Linked DNA regions of Anas platyrhynchos: region 1 is linked to region 2. A link is a contact called in public Hi-C data. All regions are on one chromosome and are shown on one strand. Each heading gives the region's core, a stretch centred on a gene start, on an enhancer-like site or on the middle of the called end of the contact. The rest is flanking DNA. Distances are from core to core; before and after follow the strand shown. Region 1 overlaps BDH1 (3-hydroxybutyrate dehydrogenase 1). Region 2 holds the start of XXYLT1 (xyloside xylosyltransferase 1).

Evidence for each region. A called contact is a pair of places that touch in the nucleus more often than the background predicts.
Region 1: a Hi-C map of subcutaneous adipose tissue shows a contact between it and region 2, with 2.5 times the contacts expected there. The contact joins the enhancer-like site here to the promoter of XXYLT1 in region 2. A contact is called at or near these places in 4 of 8 Hi-C or Micro-C datasets (liver, skeletal muscle and subcutaneous adipose tissue).

What each region holds. Positions count from the first base shown.
Region 1 is chr9:12,921,124-12,926,606 of IASCAAS_PekinDuck_T2T, reverse strand. BDH1 (3-hydroxybutyrate dehydrogenase 1) reads right to left here. Exons shown (of 7, transcript XM_038183568.2): 4 at 4,090-4,200. Among named protein-coding and RNA genes, the nearest start is that of BDH1, 6.5 kb to the right of the region's middle. Within about 2 kb of position 3,111, at least 3 of the 8 cell types and tissues checked have an H3K27ac peak or open chromatin away from gene starts, as enhancers often do. A contact at or near this core is called in subcutaneous adipose tissue, where this site is marked.
Region 2 is chr9:12,802,009-12,806,898 of IASCAAS_PekinDuck_T2T, reverse strand. XXYLT1 (xyloside xylosyltransferase 1) reads left to right here and starts at 3,081. Exons shown (of 4, transcript XM_027464788.3): 1 at 3,081-3,535. The coding sequence starts at 3,158. It overlaps ACAP2 (ArfGAP with coiled-coil, ankyrin repeat and PH domains 2), which reads left to right. Exons shown (of 24, transcript XM_038183564.2): 24 at 1-2,224.

The DNA.
Region 1 (5,483 bases), core at 1,862-4,361, 120 kb before region 2:
ACTGCTAAACCAAGCAAGAGAGTGCGCAGGGCAATCAGAATGATCAGGACAGTCCTGCAGTACAAAAGGGCACAGACAGGGCTGCTCCTGCAGAAGAACACCATTCCTTGAGCAGTTCCACCTGACCATCAGCCCTGCCATCGAGTTGGCTGCTACAAACTGCTGTGGCAATCAAGAAAGCAGGTGGAGCTGGATCTGCCCAGCAAGGTTACTCCTGCCCAGTACAAGCTCTGAGATCAAGCTATGATCCACTACCACAGGTGCTGTGGTCACTTTGGCCAGTGCACAGGACACAACAAACAGTGCGGTGGTGGTAACGGTATAAAACACATACACACCATATTAGTATGAATTTGTAGCTATCCTTGAATTGCTTTCAGACTGCCCACTTGCCCCCTCAGAGAGCCCACTTCAGATACCACACTACCCATACAAGAGTGGCCATACACACTGCTCCGTCTCTGGGCCACCTTATCTTCCAAAACACCTTCTCCTGGATCCTCTTGTTCCTGGGCTTATCTGCTGGGCTCACACACAGGACCCTGAAGCTCACTGACTGGGGTACCTGGCATCTCCTTTATCTTCTCCACCCTTCCTTATTCCAAAGCAGGTCGTTAATACTGGTTAGTGCTGGTCCTTAAGAGAAGGCATTTACTGCATTCTCCTCATACAGAAGCAACTCACATACAAAATGGAGCCATTAGAAGTCCCATGCATAGCTTTATGGTGTTTGGTTTTATGGTCAACAAAACCAGCTTCATGCTAAGTTTGTTGCTCACTCAAACCCACTTTGGTGCTGAGTCAGCACGTATGGCAAAGCACTGGAAAGTACACAAATGGCACAGAAAGGGGAAAAAGGGAGTAAGTTGCCAAAAGGGAATCAGCAAATGTAAGCATACAAGTCCCTTGGAATCAGCAGATAGAGCTAAAAGGAGAACAGCAAAGCCAATGTGCTTCTTCCTCCAGTGCCAGGTCTGCGAGGTGCTATGAAATCACCTGCCAGAGGAGAAAACTCCAGGAGCCACTACATGGGCGCAAGGTGGAAAAAAAACATGTGGCTTGACATGTCAGAAGTTTTGGCAAAAGATGTGCAGCAGTGGACTTCTAAGTATCCGATTCTCTTTGCATGACTAAGTCTACGGGCCACAGAAGTGCACCAGCGTCAGAGGCCTCATAAGCTTTGCTGGAAACTTCACAGCATCCCCTTCCTCCTCCCTCACAGAGCTGGCTCTGCAAGCTCTCCCTGAGCTGGGATCCTGACCCAAGAGTTAGACCCCAGCCATTCACCCAGGCCCACAGGGTCATCCCCTCAGCTCTTCACAAAGGGCAGAAGGGGGGTGCTCCAGCCAGGTACCCTGTGACTGTGTCATGTCCTCCTGGCACAGGGCACAGCACATCCCTCAGCCCCTGGGCCCCACACAGCAGTGGAAGGGCCTCCTCATGCATCCACAGGCCCCATGGCAAGAGGACCCAGCTCTCATACATTTAAAAAGCACACCACTGCCTCGTCTTCCTCTTTCCACAGTCACTCTCATGGCCATCAGCTTGGATCTCTATCACTGCATCCCTGAAGTGGCACGTCACACCCTCTCAGCACTCCTTTGGGCCCTCCAGGAACTTGCCTGCATGCTGGGCTGCTAAGATAACCTCTGCCCGCTCATTCCCCTGCAAGAGAGGCCTGAGCACACACAGCAAAGCAAACAGGGACTCCACGACACTCCTGACAGCCATGACAAACACCACATATGTCCACTGGTAACAGATACTGCTGGAAAAATACCTTCTTCATCTGGTGTCAGCTGGCTCCTCCAGCTGTTAACCACAGAGGAAAAATAAGACAGCTGCAGCATGATTGTTCATGGGATCCAGTCTACTACTGTCTTTTGGCAACAAAGCATCAACACTCGCTGATACATTTGTTGTTGAAAATGTTAGTAACAAACAGTGTGAAATAGCACTTAGCACGGATGCATCCTTGGGGTCCCCTTAGTCATGACTCCAAACACCTCCCAGGTCTTCAGCAAAAAACAGCCAGGCACTCAGGATCTGGCCACTCTAGGAAACCTTTCCTAATGAAAGGTCAGCACTGTACACACTTTTTATCTGCAAGGAGAGTGCACACCCAGGGGACACGATGGCTGCCCAAATTGGAGTATGTTTCTGATGTGCAGCTGTGCTCTGAGAAGCAGTCACATGAAAATAACACTCAAGTTTCATACTCATTTCCTCTCAGTGAGGGCTAGGACAAATATACCCAGTTTACAAGCAAAATGTGATGCTTCTTACTTCCACCTCTAGTTCCACGTAGAACCTAAAACACACTAGGCATTCTCTGTCCCTACGATCAGCACCAACAATAACACTGATCAGAATTATCTATGTTTTGTCTGATGAAACTTACGGCATAAACAGAAGTCAGCTCAGTCTCTTGGAGTTTAGTTCTACAGGGCTAAGAACTTGTTGTTTTTTTTTTTTTCATAAAGTATATGACCTGAAGACAATGAACATGGGAGCTTATAGTGTTTTTTCTGATGACAGTTGCTGTCACCAGTCTTGCCATGGTCACACAGATTTTGGAACATGGAACGTGAATCCAGATTAAAAAAAAAACACAGCATTTAATTATACAGAGATAAAGCAAAGATTTCTGCTGATTCTTGGAGAGGAAACAAACATTGATAAAAGCTAAAAGGAGTTCAGTCATGTGCTTTGTTTCAGCTTATTCTGAAATTGTCAGAGTCCATGATTTTCCATTAATGTGCTTGCAGTAGCATGTGTATTGAAGACACCAAAATGGAAGGGAGGTTTCAGCAACAGTTAAACGCATGCTCACTGAAGATCAGGTCTTTCTGGCAGCTCAGACTGAGGAAGTGAAATACAGAAGTAACCCTGTAGCTCTGAAATTTTGGACTACTGTCAACATATAAGCAGGCAATTATTCTGAACAGTAGTTTTTAAGTCTCAGAGTTAGTATCTCTTCTAATGTTGACTTTTAGTTACAAAAGCAGAGTAAAAATAGCTGCAAAAAAAGCAGCTTTCTACCCTCCCCCTTTTCAATACCTTTGGAAAAGCAGCAGTTTATAGAAAGCATCTTGTTCTGCTGTGAAGCCTGTAGAGGGAGCCCATGTTAAAAAATACAGCCTTGACCCAAGGCTGAGACACCGCAAGGGGACAGAGCAATCTGAACATAAATTTCTCATTTGAAAAAAATGTGGCAGAAAGAAACTAATAATTTAAGCAGAACTTTGTAATAATGGAAAGGCTAACATCAGAAAAAGTATTGATAACATTTAAAAAAAGAAAACAACACCTGACTAAGTCTCTTTAAATAGTACAACTATTCAGGACACATTTGCAGTGATAAGTGAGCAAAAAGATTTGGATCAAAGTAACTGACCCACCCCAGGATATCCTGAGGAGTAGGTTTGTTTCCATCGGGAAATGGCCATGCTGCTGAAAATGTGCCAGTGTTTCATAAGGAAAGGCTAAAGCTGTTATTCACCATGATGAGGCATCTCTGACTGCTCTTAGAGAGTATTATCAAGAACTGCACCACTCGGCTATTTGTGGCCTGAATCTGCTCTCAGTTGCACTAGTGGGACTTTACCACCTTCACAGCGAGTTCAGTGTGCACCTTCAATGCACACTAGAGCACGGTTGTATTCACGTATATAGAAATAAATCCTTATACCATATGCTATAAAATCACTGGTGGCTTGGTGGATGTAATAATCACAATAAACTCTGAATAATGATGTATAAACTGAGTGCAGTTCCAAAGATCCAGACTCAGCCTGGTACTAAAAGTACTTATGGATAAGCCTATAAACTCAGGTGTGGGGTTCTAGTTGACTGGGATTGGAACAGACTACAGTGTTGTAATTCAAATAAGAACCTTTCTGCAGTGCTGGTTATGGTCTAGACTAGATAAATACTCTATGAAATTCAAGCACCTGTGCCTTTCCCTTTGGGCTGCCAACAACCCTCCCTCTCCTTGGCAAGATGCTCTGCAGAGCGGAGATGAAAGACTGGATTTGTTGTGTCTGTTCACGTGCCACAGATGAAGAACAAAGTTTTTGGTTTTCCTACCTTTTGCAGGCAGCCAGCGTAAACAATGAAGCCTTTGGCATGCAGGTGCTTGGCCAAGGCAAATCCAAACCCTGAGTCGCAACCTGTTATAAGCACAGCTCTACTGCCGATCTGCAAAACAAAACAAAACAATGCGATGGAACTGAGTACTCAAAATCAGTGACTTGCAGTACGCAGAACAAAACCATGTCCTTGGCCAGGAGCAGTCTGTTCCAGGGACATTTTCAATGCTCGTTGCCAGCTACTGCCACCCAGAGCCTCCTGAAGACAAGAAACAGGTTCTAGCACCTCCAACAAACAACTTTGAAGGCAGAGACCAAGCAAACTATCACTCTCTGGCAGTTCACATCCATCATGAAATCTGAAAATATACCAGAGAGTTCTCAATAAATTATTTTTCTTCAATAGCAACTGCTCCTATTGTTCCGTGCCTTGCAGCCTGTAAGGTGTGGGGAAGATAGGTAGACTAAAAAAAGGTGATATGTTAACCTTACTGACTGCTCATTTATCTTTCTCCCTCTAGTGTATAAAACCTCTGGTGCTGCATTTTAAAAGCTAAGTAGAATCAAGGGAATTGAAATTAAGACCAGTTGGTGATTCATCTTTTCTTTTTTTTTTTTTTTGTCTTCTGATCTTTCTAACTTATAATTTAAATAGAAGTACACCTCTTTCCTTCTCCAAACCCCTTGCCATAGCCCAAAGAGAGGCCACAGTTAAGCAGTGTGTTGAGAACCACACAGTGCATCAAACATCCTAGCAGCAACAGGTGGGCATGCAGCAAGGTGCTGCTGTGGGTGGGATGAAGTAGTAACTGCTTGCAATTCATTCCAACTCATCTCTGTTAAAACTGGAAACATGGCCTTCCAAAGGATACACAGGGACTGATCAGTCCCACCTAGCAATGACGTGAGGGCTGCACCTGAATTCCTTTCAACTCTGTCCAAGGCTTACAGAGCAAGATGTACATGCTCAAGCCCTGCTACAGTGCTGAATTCTGTGCCACATGACAGACAACAGGGCAAAACAACCCCTTTCCATTTGCTTGGCACTATTTCTGTCAAGCTACCGCCTTCAAGGAAAAGGCTATTAAAGAAGGGGATCACTCTCCAGAATAAGATGAGGACACACCAATTTGTTTACATGACTTTATACAACCATACACTGGAAAGAGATTTGTTAAGAACCTGTCATAGAAATACCCTCCACTCTAAGGTGGAAGATTTCATCTGCTGAGTGAGTTCCAAAAATAGAAAAAAAAACACTGGTGCGATTGTTTATTTCCATCCTTAGTAGCATGTACCGTGTTGCGTCAATGGAAGCTCTGTGCTAGGAAAGAATGTGGAGTATGCTGAAGAGGTCCAGCTCGGAGTCTTTCGGGCGAATAGGAAAGAAGA
Region 2 (4,890 bases), core at 1,832-4,331:
AACTGAGAATATTTTCCAGCTGTATTGAGGGCAACAATGCAAGTTGCTTTTTTTTGATGAGCTCCACCTGCTGATGTGCATGCACAAATGGTGTCTGTAGATATATGCTTGTATATCAGGTTATGTGCTACTAAAATAATCACCAGAAGCCACAAACCAGCAGATGCAATTCTTCATATTGTATCTGTCTACCCTATGGACAATTTAAGCAGAATTTTTAAGTTACATACCATCAGTGTGAGTTTTTTATAATCCTATTAGCCATGGCAGTATGCTAACCTTCTGTTTAAGTGCATTTAGGAACTGGCTTTTCTCCAGGCTGGCTTGTATAAGCAAAATTGGGTAAAGAATTTCTGTAAATTGTGGTAAAAACTGAACTTTCTGGCATGTTAATTTTTTAAACAATGTATTTTAAATATTTATCATTTTGCAGCAAATGTATAGTAGTGCATTTAATCTGGACAATTCTTGATGTGAAGTTAATAGCATCTTAGTGTCCAACAGGTCTTTCCAAGAAAAAGAATCTTTAAAAAAGTTTTGTTTAATCTGTATTCTAATTATGCTAGGAAAAGCAGACTCTGCCCGTTTGAAGAGTGTGTTTAATTGAATAATAAGCAACTTACTAGAAATTACTGCTTACAGATGATTTCATAAGTTTCTTTTAAATAATTGTCTATGAAATGACAATATACTTTGTAATCTGTAGTATTTAACAGCAATGGACATTTATTTAGTAGATTTTAGAGAAAGTAAAATTCCCCGTGTACAGATGGGACAATGTAAGATATGGCTATGTATAGTATATACTGTAGACATAGGGTTTTTCAGAAGATTTGTATCCTTTGCCATCTACATGACGGTTGGTGTACAATGTGAATGTTTGGTAATGTACAGCTCCCCAAAGCTTAGTGGCATAATCGCTGTCCTACTCCACGCTGCTGGGAAAACATCTGAGACGCTTTACCAATCTCCACTGGTGTTTTCTTTCCTACTTAAAAAAAAAAATCAGACAAATTTTGCAGGACAATTTTCTACCAACAAAAAGTTTTTTCCCTGTAGCTCTGCTGATTCATCTACTGCTTTCCAGCTCTCGTCTGATGCTCTGCAGTATCAGGCTGTTTATGCTAAAGGACAAGTAATGTACCCAATCCACAAATTGTATGACTTTTCAGGAGATTTGGAGTTTCAGTGGTTCAGGGAGCAGGTGTATCAATTCTGATCCTGGAACCTTGTTTCCTGATCCTTTTAGGTACACTATGATATCCAGGATAAAATGCATTTTTCAGGCCAGGTGCAATACGTGTCTGGAGATCCGGCTCATCAGCAAAAATGAATATGCCATTAAGTTCCTCGACATGTATCGAGGGTTTAGTCCTGTTAGACACTGGCAGGCTCAGTGCTCCAGGGTCTCTGTACCTTACAGGATTCAGCCCTTGGTAAAACAAAGTATGACTGACTCCAGTGCTATGGAGATCTGGATTTCTTTGAGTTCTGATTCAAGTGCTGATGTTCTGCACAATAATTTTAGGAAACTTCCATTTCTTTATTGCAGTATGAAGCTGAGTGTACCTTGAGTAGCAGACTGTAAGACTCTGGTATGTGTTAACACCTTGTACCCTGTACCAGATAATGGAAAGCTTCAATTCCAGTTCATGTTTCTCTATATATGAAATACGTCATCAGTAATCAGTGGGGTACAAAGCAGTAGATTCCAAAAACACTTTAAAATCGTCTTTCATGTGGATTTTTAGCAATTTACTATACGATCCATTAAAAGATTTTCAAGTATTCCTCCTAGACAGAGTTGGATCACGTTCCAAAAGTCTCTTGGAAAGACAAATGTGTAAGATCTCAACGTATATTCTAATGCATATTAATTTCAGAGGTATAACTTACGTTGTGTGTTAAGATGGTATCTGTGGTATCTCCACAGGGATCTGTATTGTTTTGACTGTTCAAAAGGTTTCATGTTTTGTTAATGCTGGTACGATGTATGTAAAATTTCTAAATTATTATACTGAATAGTGCTACTGAATTATATTAGACATTGAAATTCCCGTAAGTTTGGGTGAACACAGTAAATGGTCAAAGTTTCCTTATCAATCAGGACTTTACCTAAAAAGTCGCTGAAATTTCTTGCCATCTTTCCCCTGATTTCAGAGGCTTTGGATTGTACCCTTCACGATTCATGTTGTCGCTGTGTTAAATGATTGTGTTAACATTGTGTTTTTTGTTTTGTTTTTCCATTTCCTATGGTTTTATATTTTACCACTTTATATACTGAGCTGAAATAGTTTCAGTAAATGTACCCCCATCTTCCTACTGCTGTCAGCAATTCCCCATACAAAGGAAGCTTCTCCTGTTTTGCAGTATGCCATCTGTACACATCTGAATTACTGAAATTCTGCTTCGTAGAGCAGAAACTTCAAGTCACTAAAGAAAAAAGTGAGAACTAGAATAAGCACGGGAGTGATTATATTTCTAAGGCTTTGATGCTCATCTGCAGCCACGTGTTTTCAAATAGGGTTGGTAACTCTGCATCTTCATCACGAGAACCTCCCATGGAACAGTGATTACCAAAGGACCGGTTGATAGAGTTACAAATAATTGCAAGTACCCAGGAAGTAATGCTTTCCTGCTGTCAAAATGACCGAGCTGATTTTTAAATACATTAAAAGCCAGTATTGCAAGCTGCCCTCTGCCAAGTCCCAGGGTGAGATGTAAGTTAGTTTTTGTGTTTATCGTTCTTGCTTGTACTGTCCTCCAGCCTCCTGTGCTGCCACAGACACCTTACAGCAGGGCCAAGCCCAGAAGGCAGTGCTGGGGACAAGCAGAGTGTGCTACTGTGGTGCATCCCTTGGTTCTGCACAGTATTTCCTGCCACGGGAAGCGAAAGAAGATGATAAAGGAGGAGGAGGAGGACATCCCCCTCGCCTTCCTGTGAAGATTCCAAGTGCTGTTCTGCTAGAAATCACCGAGAAATCACTATTCCTGCGCCTGCTCTGTGTGAACCGAGCTCTGATTTCCGTATCCCTGTCCTTCAAGCACCCAGCAGCCACACACCCCTTGGCCGTGCCCCCGCTCCGTGCCGTGAGGCGGGGCGGGGCCGCGCCTCAGCATGGCGGCGGGCGGCGGGTAGGGACGGAGCGGGGCCGCCATGGCCGTGGGGCGGGCGGGCTGGGCCCGCTCTCAGCCCTGCGCCCTGGCGCTGGCGGCCGCCCTGGCCGTGTGCGCCTTCTACTACCTGGGCGGCGGCGGAGAGACTTTCTCCACCGCCACCCGGCGGCTCCGAGCCACCCCGGCCAGCCCGGCTCGGCGCGGCCGAGCCCTGCACCTCCTGGTGCTGTTCACCAAGGCGGAGCGCGGCCCCTCGCTGCGGGACAAGGCCCGCGCCGCGCTGCGCTCCCTGCTGCGCCACGGCCGCCTGGGCCGCGGGGACGCGCTGCGCCTCCACCTCGTCACCGACCGCAACAGCAGGGACATCGCCGAGGGGCTGCTGCGGGACGAGCTCGGCCGCGCCGCCTTCCCGCACCAGGTGAGGCGGCCACGGGGGCTGTGCGGGGTGGGGGGAGCCTCGGGGAAGGCGCACGGAGCCCCCCCCCTGAAGGCAGCCGGTGTGAAGCTGCCTCACGTCAAACAGGGATCTGGTAAGTGGAGGGGGCACCGAGCTGTGAGGCGCCAAGTAGGGACCCTCCTGTCCTGAGATGCTTCTATTCAGAATTAGAAGTCTTCTAATTCTGCCATAGCTTTTGGTTTCTCGTTTTTCAGATGTTTCACGTTAGCCAAACTCCACCAGAGCAGCCTGAGGTGTAACTTTCACATTGTTCACACACAGCACTTGTTGGCAAATAATCCCATCTCACTTCTCAACCCATTGTACTAGCGCTAGCGCTGCCGTGCCACCCGTAGCAGATACCCTGCACCGTGCCGAGCCGTCCCCAGCTGTCTGGATGTGGCAGGTAACAGCTTTGGAAACCTTCCCCTGCTGCAGCCCTGAGAGCTGGCATTGTGCACGGTGCTGTGGCCTGCAGTGCCCCGTGGTGGTGCCAGCAGACAGCTGTGGGGCTGCCGTTCTGCCCCAGAGCTGGAGTCGAGCTGCACACCTATGCAGCACAGCAGCTTGCTTCAGGTCTGTGGCATCGTGTCCCTCAGAGAGGTTCAGCTGCTGGGCCGTGACGGCACGTGGATCCCTCACGGACACCCCTGTGGGCGTGCAGCTGCCTTACTGCCCTCTGTTCGTGTCTGAAGCCGAATTCCTCTGTGGGCAGCCTGTCCAGCACTGCTGCTCCGGGAGGATACAGGCTTGTGGGGCTTACCAGTTAGTGTTGTGTGAGGTGGGAGCGTCCTGTGGGGTGAGTCTCTGCGTGCATCAGGTGGCTGCGGACCTGAACCGAACCATGGCTCAGCTCTGGGACAGAGCTGGTCTGTCTTGGGTGGGATCAAGCAGCGTTGTCTGGAGAGTTCAGGTGACATCTCACCAGGGTCTGCTACAGCGGGAGCTCCTTCCCTTTCCTGGAAGGCGTGATGCCTCCTGGAGATGTTTGGTTTGGTTAGTTGGCCTGGGGCTGGCAGCAGACTTCACATCTCTGCAGTTACCTCGTTTTTAGGCAGACAGGTGCTAATACACAGGCTTCTGTACTAGTTCTTAGTCTTGCACACTTGCCCATGATATTGTGACATTTCTGGTGTGCTTGACAGGTGACAGTGCCTCTTTTTTCTTGCTGGAGCCTCTTCCATTCCTCATTGTTAGCGAAAAACATCAACATAACCTGGACCTTTTGTGCTGCTAAAGTTTTGAGGAAGGTTCACCTTCAGCCTGTTCCTCTGGTTGCTTCAGCAGTCACCAGTCTCTGTCGTGAGACCTCTCCTCCTGGCTTCTATTGGCGTCCC